Linked DNA regions of Sus scrofa: region 1 is linked to region 2. The links are chromatin contacts, called in public Hi-C maps. All regions are on one chromosome and are shown on one strand. Each heading gives the region's core, a stretch centred on a gene start, on an enhancer-like site or on the middle of the called end of the contact. The rest is flanking DNA. Distances are from core to core; before and after follow the strand shown. Region 1 has its middle 30 kb from the start of IL21. Region 2 holds the start of NUDT6 (nucleoside diphosphate-linked moiety X motif 6).

The links. A called contact is a pair of places that touch in the nucleus more often than the background predicts.
Region 1: a Hi-C map of omental adipose tissue shows a contact between it and region 2, with 1.6 times the contacts expected there. The contact joins the enhancer-like site here to the promoter of NUDT6 in region 2. A contact is called at or near these places in 4 of 47 Hi-C or Micro-C datasets (alveolar macrophages, embryonic fibroblasts, omental adipose tissue and 1 more).

Annotation. Positions count from the first base shown.
Region 1 is chr8:101,558,788-101,565,969 of Sscrofa11.1, forward strand. No RefSeq gene overlaps it. Among named protein-coding and RNA genes, the nearest start is that of IL21, 30 kb to the left of the region's middle. Within about 2 kb of position 5,469, at least 1 of the 83 cell types and tissues checked has an H3K27ac peak or open chromatin away from gene starts, as enhancers often do. A contact at or near this core is called in omental adipose tissue, where this site is marked.
Region 2 is chr8:101,239,243-101,245,471 of Sscrofa11.1, forward strand. It overlaps NUDT6 (nucleoside diphosphate-linked moiety X motif 6), which reads left to right and starts at 2,925. Exons shown (of 8, transcript XR_002346434.1): 1 at 2,925-2,954. SPATA5 (spermatogenesis associated 5) reads right to left here and starts at 1,857. Exons shown (of 17, transcript NM_001177913.1): 1 at 1,713-1,857. The coding sequence starts at 1,857.

The DNA.
Region 1 (7,182 bases), core at 4,219-6,718, 320 kb after region 2:
GCTTCTTTTTGTATTTTTTAAAGAAAAAATAATACCAAGCTCTTTTCTATTGCAGCATTTGAGACTGTGAGTCAAATGTGCTAAGAGTTTATTTCCTACTCCTGGGGAAACTAAACTCACTGCTGAAGTTAACCTGAAACGATCGAGAATCTGATGTCTATTTTCATTTCTCAAAGAAAGAGTCTAAGATTTATGCCTTGGTAACAAATAATTAGCCAGTTGACTGTGCATGCAGGTGTCTGGCATGGGCAGGTGCCAAACTTGATAAATGGTAGCTAGCACTGCCATTGTGTACTGTGATGGGGAAGCAGCCTGTAGACCTGTGCCTGGCTGCTGGGACAGTCCACTGTGGAAGGAGATGCTGCTAAGAAATCGCTTGGACATTGGGGACTAAGTAACGGTCAGTATAAATGTCACAGCTTGCTGGCAAACTTGTTTGCTTAGAATTATATCTAAATGAAAGCAACAGTGAAATGATGTAGCAAAGGTGACTTGTTTTTTTACATTCGCAACTTATGGCAAATATCGCCTGGTGCCAGGGATTTCCTACTGGGACTCAGAGCTCCACAGGGCACTGACAATGGCAATAGGAAAAGAGGCCTCTCTTATTTCTGTGGAGGGTAAAGGCAGGACAAGTGCCAGCCTTTTTGGAAGTTGACTGAAAAACACCTCCTCTAAGAAGCTCTGTATTGACCATGTTGGACCCAGTGCTGCCTTTACTCTTTCCTCAGCCCTTATGTAGCATACCTGGCCTGAACAACAAACTAACACCTCCTCCTGCTGAGTAGGCACTCAACAAATGTTGATGAGAATGGGGTTTTCTTGTGCGTTTCCTGGTCCTGAAGGAGGACTGTGCTTTCTTTTGTCTTCTGTTCCCAACCCACCAGCCCATTCCCACCTTTCACTGGAGATCCTACAAGGCCCCTCAGGACTTTGCTGTTTGCTGGGCAGGGGTGGATGGTTCACATGTGTGGTTGGAGCTAGGTAGGAAGCTCCCCCATCCCCCATGGCTATCCGAAGGGTGTTCCCCACTCTTTTCAGCAGCCCAAGATCCGTTCAGGGAATTTCTGAAGGTACCACAGAGTAGCAGAATTTGAAAATCCCTGCTCTAGTCCAATGGTCAGGCTATGGACAAGAAAACAGAAGCCCAAATGGCCTAAGTGACCTGCCCGGGCCACAGATGTCTAGATTGACACTGCCTGAACCAGAAGCTGCATTCCTTTCTCATCTAGTCCAGGGTGACTTGAACCATCCCTCCCAAAGACTAAAATATTTTCTTCTCCAGGTCCCTGGGGATAGCCACTGGTTGGATCCAGAAGGCAAGGGTCAAATATTTCTGACATCATATATGTAACTGAACAAGACCCTATGGGCCCTTCCAGGGTCAGGACCCTCCCCACCCCTGGGCTCATGTCCTCTGCCTGCCTCTGGTTTGTAGAAAAATTTACTTCTCCAAATTCCAAAGAGTGAATTTAATCAGAGAAGAAAAAACGCAGAAACAAAGGAAAACAGTGAAGCAAGACAAATTATAGTTTAGCCATTAATCAAAATCAAGGACTTTAGTTCCCTTTCTAAGGCTATAGATAATATTCTGAGCCATGTCTTTTGTGCTATTTTGCAGATACTGGAACCTCCACCAGGTGGAAGAAGTTAACTGTATGCCGCTCATTTGCACAGAGACCCCAGACAGATGGGTTGGAATCAGAGGGTTGATAATGTTACCTCACCACCAACCAATTAGAAGTGTGTCACAAGCTGATCATGGACCTTACAACCTCCCTCCCATTCCCTGTGTTTCTAAACCTTTCCCTGAAAGTCATCAGGGAGTTAGAGGTTTTTTTAGCATTACCTGCCTAGACTCCCTGCCTGGTACCTGCAATAAATGCTGCACTTCCCTTTACCACAACTCAATGTAGTAGATTGGCTTTATTGCACACTGGCAGGCACACTGAGTTTGGTTCAGTAACACATAGAAATTATAAATGATGCTGGCTGAAGACAATGAAAAGAAATCAATTCAAATGGTCACCATCCCTTTGGTCACGATGGCATGAAACACGAGTACCTATGAGACCTTCTCTCACTCAGCTTTTCAGGTTAAAATCATGAGGGCCAGTTATAGAGCCATGCATCATACTCTGCTCATCCAGCAGCCTTGGAGATGCACATTAGATCCACCCAAAGACTGCTCTTTCCACATTCCACACTGGTATATTGTTAACAGGGACAATAAAAGCTGTAATTGCTAGGTAGAGACTTTGTTTGTTTTGAAGGAGATCAGACTGTGCCACCCCAAAATAGGCCACTGTAGGAGAGGAAAAAAAATGTGCTTTTCCCTCTCCTTCACAGGTTTACTGGCTAGGACCCTGTAAATTAGAATGACAAAAGACAGCCTGACAAGAGAAAAGAATATTGTATAAACTTATGTAACATAATTTTTACGTAACATGGGAGCCTTTGTAAGGAAATGAAGATCCGAAGAAGTAGTTAAGCCTGATCATTTTTATACTAGGTTTGATGAAGTGGGAAGTCATGGGAAAATGTGGGACAAAAGAAAAAAAAAAAAAGCTAAGGGTAGGAACCTGGGGGAAACTTAGCAAGGCCTGCTGATTTGGATTCCTCTTGGCATGCCTGTCTTCAGTGATAAGGATATTCCTCTTCTCCAAATAGAGGGAGGGTGGCTTACCTGAGGGTCTCAAAACCTGCTTTAGGGGAGACAAGAGAGGTAAAAGAGTCCTTCCTGCACCTGCCATTTTCTCAAATTCCTTTATCTTGTGTCAAGGTGCCATATTCTGAGGTAGTATGTCCTGAACTCATTATCCATTTTGGCAAAAACATTATTTTGAACAGAAGACAGTTGAGATTCAACAGCTGTAGAAGGAAGCTATCCCAGATCTCCCCTTATTGGACTGAAAGCAGAAACTCCTAAGAAATAAAGACTGCCATAAATCTTCTATCCCAGAGAACTTTTATGGCCCTGAAGAAGGTGGAACATTGGTATTGAAATGCACCTGCATGAATAAACTTTGCTATGATAGTACTTATCTCTTAATACTGCCCCCTTATATTTATCTTCCCAGAATTTTTCATACTTGAAAGCCCCAAACCCTTTTCCTTTGACTTGCCACAATCCATAATTTACTATTCTTTATTAAAATTGGTATATAAGCTCTCAGGACTATCCACTTATTTGGGTCCTCACTTCTTTTCTAGGAAGATCTCTATGTGTCATAAAAAATTAATATACGATAAAATTTGCTTGCCTTTTATTCTGTAAATCTGTCTCTTGTCAGTCTAATTTGCAAGGCTCTAGTTTCCCTCCCGAAGTATGTTTGTTTATGTTACTTCACTATTTATTTTGTTCATTATGTTCATTGTTCATCTATGTTCACTGATTATTAACAGTTTGCTCTATCCATTCGTCCCTCTATCCATTATCCATGTTCATCCATCCTTTAGCCAAGTATTTATTTTACTGAATCATGTGAGAGTTACTTGTAGATATCATAATGCTTCTTCTCTAAACAGCCCATCAGACTCTCCAAAACCTGGGGAGTTCCTGTCGTAGCTCAGTGGTTAACCAATCTGACTAGGAACCATGAAGTTCGATCCCTGACCTTGCTCAGTGGGCTAAGGATCCGGCATTGCGTGAGCTGTGGTGTAGGTTGCACATGCGGCTCAGATCCCGAGTTGCCGTGGCTGTGGTGTAGGCTGGCAGCTGTTGCTCCGATTAGACCCTAGCCTGGGAACCTCCATATGCTGTAGAAGTGGCCCTAGAAATGGCAAAAAGACAAAAAAAAAAAAAAAAAAAACTCTCCAAAACAAAAGGCTTTTTCCTATACAAATATGATTATCAAACTTAAAAACTTAAAAAACTCAACTAATACTGTTATTTAATATCATGCTACTCAAAGTGTGGTTCAAGGTCCAGCAGCATCTGATTTCACCTCTAGGAACTCTCATACAGTGTGTGCATTGGGAAAGGGGGAATTTGTGTTTTAACAAAACCTCAAAGTGATTCTGATTCCTGATAAAATTTGAGAGCCAAGGGTCTAGACTTAAAGAGACTGAAGGGACTTGACAACCGAATGCAATGTGTGATACTTGACTACATTTAAATTTGGGGTGGAGATAGGGTGGGGGACGGCTAGAATGGGCCGTTACTGGGATGGGATGAGTGGGGAAATTTGAATGTGATCAGATTCCCTCAAAATTAAATGTGCACAGAAATTACCCAGGGACTCTGTTAAAATGTGGATTCTGAGTCTAGGGTGGATCTAAGAATCTGCATTTCCAATAGGCTGTAGGTGATGCTGATACTGTTGGCCTTGGGACCACATTTAGAGAGCCAATATAGGATAATTCTCCAATCTTTTGCTTTAAAAAAAATTAAACTGATGTTTTTGAAGAGCCCTAGCCAAGTGTATTGCAAAATATCTCAATTTCAATGTACCTAGTTGTTTCCTCACTGTTAGATTCAGATTAATGTTTTGGCAAGAATACAATAATAGATGATGCTCAGCTCTTCTCAGAATAGCACGCTGGAAGACACGTGATTTTATTACTCTTTAATGCACTCGCAGCTTCAACTCCCAGCCTTTTGCCCTCTACCCATCCCACCCACCTTCCCAGCAGGGATGGTGTCAAAAGCAGTCCAAGGAGATCTTAACTTGCACTCACACTCTTCCTGGTGGTGTTGACAGGAGCAAATGTGCAGAACTAATTGGAAAGTTGAAAACCTGTTGAGACAACTTCCTCCATCTGTCTCCCTAACTCAAACTCCAGTGAAACAAAACAGTACGGCCATGGTTGTGAAAGTCTCTCTGTACTAAAGATGAATCACTAATTTGCCTCACAAATGAAAAGGAGACCGATTCAGGCAAGGTCTGTTGCCAAAAATACCCTATGAAGGATGTTACACTAAAATAACAGAAAGTAAGCAGAAGCCAACAGAAAAACACAGAGGGTGTTATGACAGACCTACAGAAATCCCTTTGAAGATAAATATAGGTAATAGAGTTTGAACCTTCTTTGGAAAATAGCAATCAGCTCAGTGAGCATCTTTCCTTTACTCTCAAAGGGAATCTCAAAATAGAGTAAGACTTTTTTGGTACAAAGATACATATTTCATAAAAACTTATGGAATGCACTGATTGAAGACAAAAAATAAGAATGCACGATTTTTGTGAGGAATAATGAATAAGAATGAATGAGGCATTAGTTAAATCTGACTGATCAGAAAACACTTTAATACTTGATACTTTAAAGGTAAACAAAGAAACAAGGTGAGTAGTTCTTGAGAATAGTCAAGACAGTCATAAAACTCCTCATCCGTGGGAGTTGCAGCACTCAAGTTCTATCCTTGGAACGTAACTATTTTTGAGAAGGAAAACATAAGAACTTTAAAATAAACCTGCCCACCTAGGCTGGTCAGCCCACCCCACCAATACTCTGTGATTTCCGCTGAAGGCCAGGGTGTGGGCCGTGGCTATGGCCCCACTCTCTGAGCTGGGAGGCAGTTGGTCCAACCAGAAGAGTCTGCCAAACCCAGATGGCTGGGAAAGTCAGTTTTTCCCAAAGCTGGGGACACTCTGGATCCCACTTCCACAGTCTGAGAATCTAAATATGGTGAAGTTTCCAGACACAGACACAGGTGAAATACTTGGTCATTCTATTCCAGAAAAAGCAAGGATAATGCAAGGAGAGTTTTCACCCACAACCCTCAACCTTGGAGTTCCTGCTGTGGCTAGTATCATGAGATGCAAGTTCGATCCCTGGCCTCACTCAGTGGGTTAAGGATCTGGTGTTGCCGTGAGCTGTGGTGTAGGCTACAGTTCCAATCTGACCCCTAGCCTGGGAACTCCCATATGCCGTGGGTGCAGCCTTAAAAAAACCCCAAAAAACAAAACAAAACAACCCCCAATCTTATCTTTTAGGTCAGATGCCTTGTTAGTAACTAAGGGCAGTTATAATTATAATAGAAAGCTTTAAATGCAGGTAAAAGGAGAGGGGTGTATTCCACTAAATGTAGGAGACGTTTATAAAAGTTGCCAAAGAACAAGAGGCAGATGATCTCATCTCTCTAGTTCCATCTCTCCTCCCCCTCCTGCCCCCCAGACATTCTGTATTGCAGTCATTCAGAACCATCCTGGGGCTTCAAACTCACCACACACCCTTGCTTCCAGGTCTCTGTCCCTGCCCTTCCCATCACAGGCTAGTTCCAATCAGATTAAACAGTCTCTTCCTTGGGAAGCCTCCTTGACCCCCATGCTCTCAGTACTGCCCCCCCCCACAGCACTCTGCGCTTACCGTCACAGGTATATCTGTCTCTTCCTCTAAACCATAAGCTCTTGAAGGCAGAAACCCTGTTTTGTTCCACTTTGAAATTTCAGCATCTAGTCCAGCGCCTGGAGCATGGTATTAATCATGATAGAGATGAACTTATCACACTCAGGCACTACTCTAACTACGTCACACTGATTCACTCATTTAATGTTTACGACAACATTATGAGGTAAGTGCTGTTATTATCCCCATTTTACAGAAAACACAGGAACAAGGGATTTAAGGGAACAGTCCATGGCCTCATAGTTGGTAATCAGTGGAGCACAGATTTACACCTGGCCAATTTGGTTCTACAGATCATAACCCTCAATTAAACTATGTCACGCTTCATGAAAAGATGCTCAACACCACTAATTATTAGAGAAATGCTACAACGAGGTACCATCTCACACTGATCAAAATGGCCATCATTAAAGGTAAATCATTAAATGTAAGTTGGTCTACCTACTATGGAAAAATAGTAGGGAGGTTCTTCAAAAGACTAGAGTTACCACATGATCCAGCAATCCCACTACTGGGCATATACCCAGACAAAACTTTCATTCAAAAAGATAAATGTACCCCTATGTTCACAGCAGCACTATCAACAATAGTCAAGACATAGAAGCAACCTAAATGTTCAGTGACAGACAAATGGATAAAGAAGATGTGGTATATGTATGTGTAATGGAATATTTGCCATAAAAAAGAATGACATAATGCCATTTGTAGCAACATGGATGGACCAAGCGATTACTGTACTAAGTGAAGTAACTCAGAAAGACAAATGGCATATGATATAACTTACATATGGTATCTAAAATATGACACAAAGGAACTTACCTACAAAATAGAAAC
Region 2 (6,229 bases), core at 1,675-4,174:
ATGACATACACCTGAAACTAACAAAATATTGTTCATCAACTATATTCCAATTTAAAAAAAATGTAGTCCACAAACTATTTGTTACTGTTCATGATGAGGTAAGAACAAAAAAATGATATGCATTTAGAAGCTTTTATCGCATTTTGACAAAGTAATTCTACATATGTTGAATCTAATAAAAATCTCTAACTTATCTGCCAGTAATTTACTTCTATTTTATTTTACAACAGTGTTACTGTGCCACGTCATTAATTTCAAAATCTTTCCTACAGAGTTTGAAACGCATTGGTCTAGAAGACAATTGAATCGACTCAGAAACAATATAAATTACACATACAAATCTGGAAAATAAGGGTATAAATGGGAAACTCTGGGAAGTGGATGAACTTGCTGAAGAAAGTTCATATAGAGAAAAAGAGGGTTTAGGACTAAGGATTAAGAAGCTTCTACTTTGGACAGTTAGGTAGATAAGGGTGAGCCTGCAAAACAAACTGATTAAGTACCAACCAAAGAAGGGGAAAACTCTGGGAAAGTGATGATACATAAGTCAAGAAGAAAACTGTTTAAAGAAGGTAGAAATGGCTGACAGACAATACCAAAAGCTGCTGAGGGGTCAAATAATGAAATACCATCCATTGGATTTATCCACATGGAGATAATCAGCCACCAGGGCAGGTGCCATTTTGATGGAATAATAGGGTGGATGTCAAATAGGAAGAGGCTGAGGAGTGAGAGAAGAGCAGCAGCTGTGGCTCCGACTGGACCCCCTAGCCTGGGAACCTCCATATGCCCAGAGTTCGGCCATAAAAAGCAAAAAAAAAAAGAAAGAAAGAAAAAGAGATTGTGCAAGACAGCAAGACCCAACTAGTTGCCCTCTGATCCCCAAAAGAGACTGAAAACGCAATGTTAACTTGAAGATAGTCTTTAGGGTCTGCAATAGAGAAATAAAAATCTTGCCGCTAGGTTAATCTGAACCATTTTTAAAAACCACAAAACATCAAGACTGTTAGAAGCTTTACCAACTAAATGCGTTTCGGTTAAATCCGTTCTCTCAAGTCAAGGTTGCCCTGATCTAAAGCAATGGCTTTAGAGTCAAATACTTCTGGCCTCAAATAAACCTTTGTTATTTATTTAGTAGGCTGTGTAACCTGGGGCGGTCACGTTAACTTTTCTTCCTCTGTAAAATGGGCAGAACACAATACCATCTCCCAAGCTCTGAGAAGAGTAAATGAGACACGTAAGTGAAATGCGCAACCTACTGCTAACGCCAGTGTACAATTAACAGCTGTTATTAAATACCAGAACTGGTGTAACAGGGGAAAAGCCACTTATCAATCTTAAAGGCACATCGACCTCTCTCTCAAGAAGGACGGGTCCACATGGTCACCGAACTGGGTGATTGTATACAAAGCTCGCTTGATATGAGCGATTTTACACTTACATATGCCGTTAATCTTAAACAAGCCTAGGCTGTTTCAAGTGAAACTTAGAAATTCAAAAAATGCAGCTTGACTTGCCATGGTTAAGTCATTTCTGCCTCACGTTTCCAATGCAGGCGCAGCTTCAGGTGTTTTAGGACTTCTGTGCCGCGCTCATATCGCTGCCTCGACCAACTTTTTAAAAACCTCTTCCCCTCAAGGTAGAACCGCTAGGTTTTCGTCCTCTCAGGCAGCACCCCCTCGGCCTCGGACCTCCCTCTCAGAACTCTTTACCCTTTTCTAGGAAGTTGATCACCACCAAAGTCCCGGCCGCCACGGCTGAAGCTGTGGCCCCCTCAGGAAAGGAAGCAGCGGAGGCCGAGGGCGAACTATTCTCGGTGCTTTGGTTCAGGCGTTTTCTGTTCTTCTTGGAAGACATGATCTCAAGGCTGCCTGAGAGAAGCAGCGGTGAAGCCGGCTCAACGTGCGCGCTTCACTGAGAGAAAAACTTCCGGGGCAGAAGCCAGCGAGGCTCTGTTCCGCGCCGTAATCCCCGGAGTGGAGCGCAGGAGGAGCGGGAGAACCGAGGATCCTTCGTTGAAGAGGTTCTGACTTCTGCCAAGGAGTAGGTGGACAGAACTGTCCTTTAGATTGTAAATTCCTGAAAAACAGGAATTTTTCTTATCTCCACCGCATTTTCCATCCCTGAACAAACGTCCCTTTAATATTAAAATGGGTGGGGGTAACTCCGGGAGGGTGGAAAGCTGTGGGAGTTTCTCCCCGCTTGGCGGGAGCCAGGCAAACTTCTGAGAGGAGTCAGTCAACAGGACTGCCGTTTCCTCTACCTAGAGCTGCAAAGCGGTAATGCCTGCTCAACCCTGAGATAGGGTGGGTGGTACTCTTCTAAAACTTACGGTAGCATTCTTCGTTCTAAGGCAAACCCGCTGGGTAATTTGGAAGCTGAGGCTTGAGGCCACGAGAGCCTGCGTGGAAATGCCGCCGCTGCGGAGCGGCCGCTGCTGGTTCACTGGGCTGGCTCGGGTGCGCCACGCAATGCTTTATGCAGGGCTCCGTGGGGCCTCGAGTTTCCTGGGTTGCTCTCGGGACCCCCCTTCCGTAGCTGGCGAGCTGAGGGGTGAGCTGGACAGATTCGGGGGCGTCTCGGTGAAACTAGACGCTCTGGACCGCCTGGACACCGTCGCCTTCCAGAGAGCTTTGCAGGGCAAGTGCGCTTGGATCAAGGCTCCCCGGGCTCCCGACCTTTCTAACCAAGTAACTGGGGTTCCCACTCCCGAGTCGCTCTGGAGGGAAGGAGAGAGGGCGTGTGTGACCCGCACCCGTTTTCTGCCTTTCGTTCTCGTGCCCTTGGCTGGGAGGTTTCCGAGGCTGTTGGGGAAATGGTGACGAGCTCAAACTTTAGGTCTGCAGCCCTACTTTCTGGTCCTCTTTCTAGTGTGTGATCTTGGGCAAGTTTTGTAAATCACCTTTTTTTCATCTGTAAAACCAGGTAACAGGAACTCATGGGATTGTTAAGGGGTAAGTTGGACAATGCTTATTAAGTGCTTAGCGTTATAGCTGCCGCGTACTTACTGCTCCGCGTTTGTTAATATTATTTCATAATTATTTACTGCCGTTTACTGAGACTTGGTTCTGCCCGGCACTTTGCCCAAGGCAAAACAAACAAAAAAACACCCTATCGCGTTTTCTGATACAGGTGGTGGACCGTAAGTGGGCCGAAGAGGCTCCGAGTGGTCGTATTTGTTCACAAGTGGGATCAGGAGCTCTGGTGCCCAGAACTAGAGAGTTTCTTCTACTTAGAAAGCAACACTCCCTTTATAATTAGCGGGGGAGATTGGTGAATGGTTTCAGTCTTCAGGAACAAAGCTCACCATTCTCTTTATTCTCTTTGAACCTTGAATTCAATGATTAAAAAAAAGAAAGCTTGTGAAGAGGAACCTTCACTTTGAGAGCCCTCGATTTGGTGGAGCAACCTGTTTTTCAAACTGCCCTTGAGGGTCTTCATAATCAAATTGAAAGCAGAGAAAGGATATTTAGCCATGGAAAAATATCCTCTCACACTAAGAGGAAACTTCAAATAATCTTTATTCTGTGCAGCATATGGCAAGTGAGCATCTATGGTAATAGAGTAGAGCTAGTTAATCTTTAAGCATCCTCATTTCCAAGCTACTTATCTCTTCACCTGTTTTCTCTCCTACTTGGGACAGTTGCTAACTCCAGCAGATCAAATCGGTGTTCATCCTCTAATGTGTGTCATATGTGTGGGTAGACACAGGTGTTTATTGCACACACTTGTTACTCGTAAGTGGCCAAACAAGTGATCAAAGCACTATCTCAGGAAGGTAAAGCAGAAAGTGGGTTGGGTTTGGAGTCCCACACCCAAGTTTCAAGTCCCAGATTCTGCCACACAGCTAGCCAGCCATTAGGCAAATCACCACTGAAAATATTTTTATCTTAGGTTGCTTATGTGAATAATGCTAGCTCTAATTACTTTACTGGATAGATGTGATCAGAGATAAATTACATGAAACTAATTTATAAACTTTGAAGTACCATATGCTTTTTGTAACTTTTTAATGCAATTGCACTAAGTGCTAGACACTTTTTAAAACTTCATGAATACAGATTCATTTAATTCTCATAACAACTTGTGTGGTATGTACTATTATCCTCATTTCAGGGATGATGGTACTGAGACAGATTAACTTCCCTGGCTCTAGAATGTGTTCTTACAGCACCGTTAAGTGCCATTGCTAGTTGTCATTGAGTCAAACAAAACCTAATCATATTGCCTATAAAAATAAACTAAAATAACCTGAGAAGAAAGCCCATTAAATCCAAATCTATTCGAGTAAATTGGACTGATTGTATATAATGTATTAGCAAGAGTTAAGTACCTTTACACATGAAGTCTGTTGCTTTATTGTTCCTGTTATTGATAACTGTAAAGTTAGATGAATGAACAGGTAATATGTTGTTGAGCTTCATATATATCTGCATAAGTGAGGAAATAACCTTGGTTCTACTTGCTATGTCACTCATTAGCTGTGTGGCTTTAAACAAACCCAGTCATTAATAAATATGAATTGAGCCCCAGTGTGTAATCTTATGTTAACCTTCAGGATTGCAAATACACAAAATATTAATTAGGATTAGAAATAGATAACAAGAGATATCATTAGGCAATGTATAATAAGCTCTAGTAAATCTAGAGCAGAATCCTTAGGTTCTCTGTGGAGAGCATGTAAGGAAAGCTTATCAAAGAAGTGAGGGATAGAGAAGGAAAAAGTATTAGAAGTTTATCAGAGAAAGAAAATGAATTAAAAGAATGATTCTGAGACTTGAAGCATTGGTGCCAGAAATATGCCTATAAATAAAATGAGGTTGGGGTGGAGTGTGTAGGAGTCAGTCTTGAACATAGGCATGAAGTTTGCAATGGCAGCCTTCAAGAAATGTCTGAGGGCAGCTGGAGAGCAGAAAAATCAGTGTTCAGTGAAGTCAGGATTGGGCAAACATCCTTGAATAGTTGTTAACTGAAGAAGTGGGAGTGGATGGAGTCAATCAGTGTAAAGTTAAAAAACAGTAAAAAAGTGACTGTAGGTTCAGAACTTCAGGTTTTTTGATTGTCATGATTGGGAAGGAGGACATAGCAACTCTCTGGAATAATAGAGATACTCTGTAATCATGAGTGTGGGTCGCAGAGGTGTATGCATATGTCAAAACTCATCAGATGTTCGCTTAAGACTTGTCCATTTCACTTTATGTAATTCTATGTCAATTTTAAAACAGATTTGATCAGAGAAAGATCCAGGTGAGAAGGATCTGAGGAGATGCCATAGGCCCAAATTAAGAAGTCTGTTAAATTAAGCTCCCAACTTGTCTGTCACTGTGTTAGGCACACCGACTTGTCAGGTAGAGAAACATGGTCCTTAACGGGGAAGGTGCTTACTGCAGAGGATGTAAAAGACAAGAGAAAGGAATCTAATAAGTAAATAATCAAATCTTTCCCCATCTCTCTACACATACTTTTTAGGGTTATTGTTAAGATTAAGTGAGATGGTAGATAGAGACAGTGGTCTGACAAGTTTTTCTAAAACTGTGAAGTATTCATTTCTTCACCTATAAATTAGATGATAATACTTGCCCTTTTTTATTGTGATAATTTAATGAACTAGTGTATCTAAAATGCCTGGAATTTAGTAAGGGTCAGATAAATACTGGCATCCTTTTTCCCTGGCTCAATCTTAATTGACAGAGTAAGAGAATTTAAAGTCAAAGACAGAAAGTCTGCTTCATGTTCATCATGGTATTATTTATGATAAATAAAAATTAGGAACAGTCTAAATATCCAAGGGTAGGAGGTTGGTTAAATTATGGTATATCTATATAAGGAATATTATGCAGTCATTAAAAATGTTCATTAAGAATTTTAATGACAGCAAAATGTTTACAATATAATATGTAAATTAAATACAATATGATTTATTTGGACTTATTTCAATTCCAAAATTATATTTATGGAAAAACATCAAAATTTTAAATTTTATTACTGTGTCCTAATGTGAAATTTTGATTTACTCATTATACTTTACTTTCAAAATTTTCTTGAACTACCATACATTGTTTAAAAACAAAGGTATATTTTTAACCATCTTGAAATATATAAAAGAAAATAAATGTGTATGCATACACACACGCATGCATATATGTGAATGACAGGACTTTTAAAAGAAAAATAAAGAGACGCACATAAGTCATTTGTAAAGATTAAAACTAAGATTATTAAAAGGAAC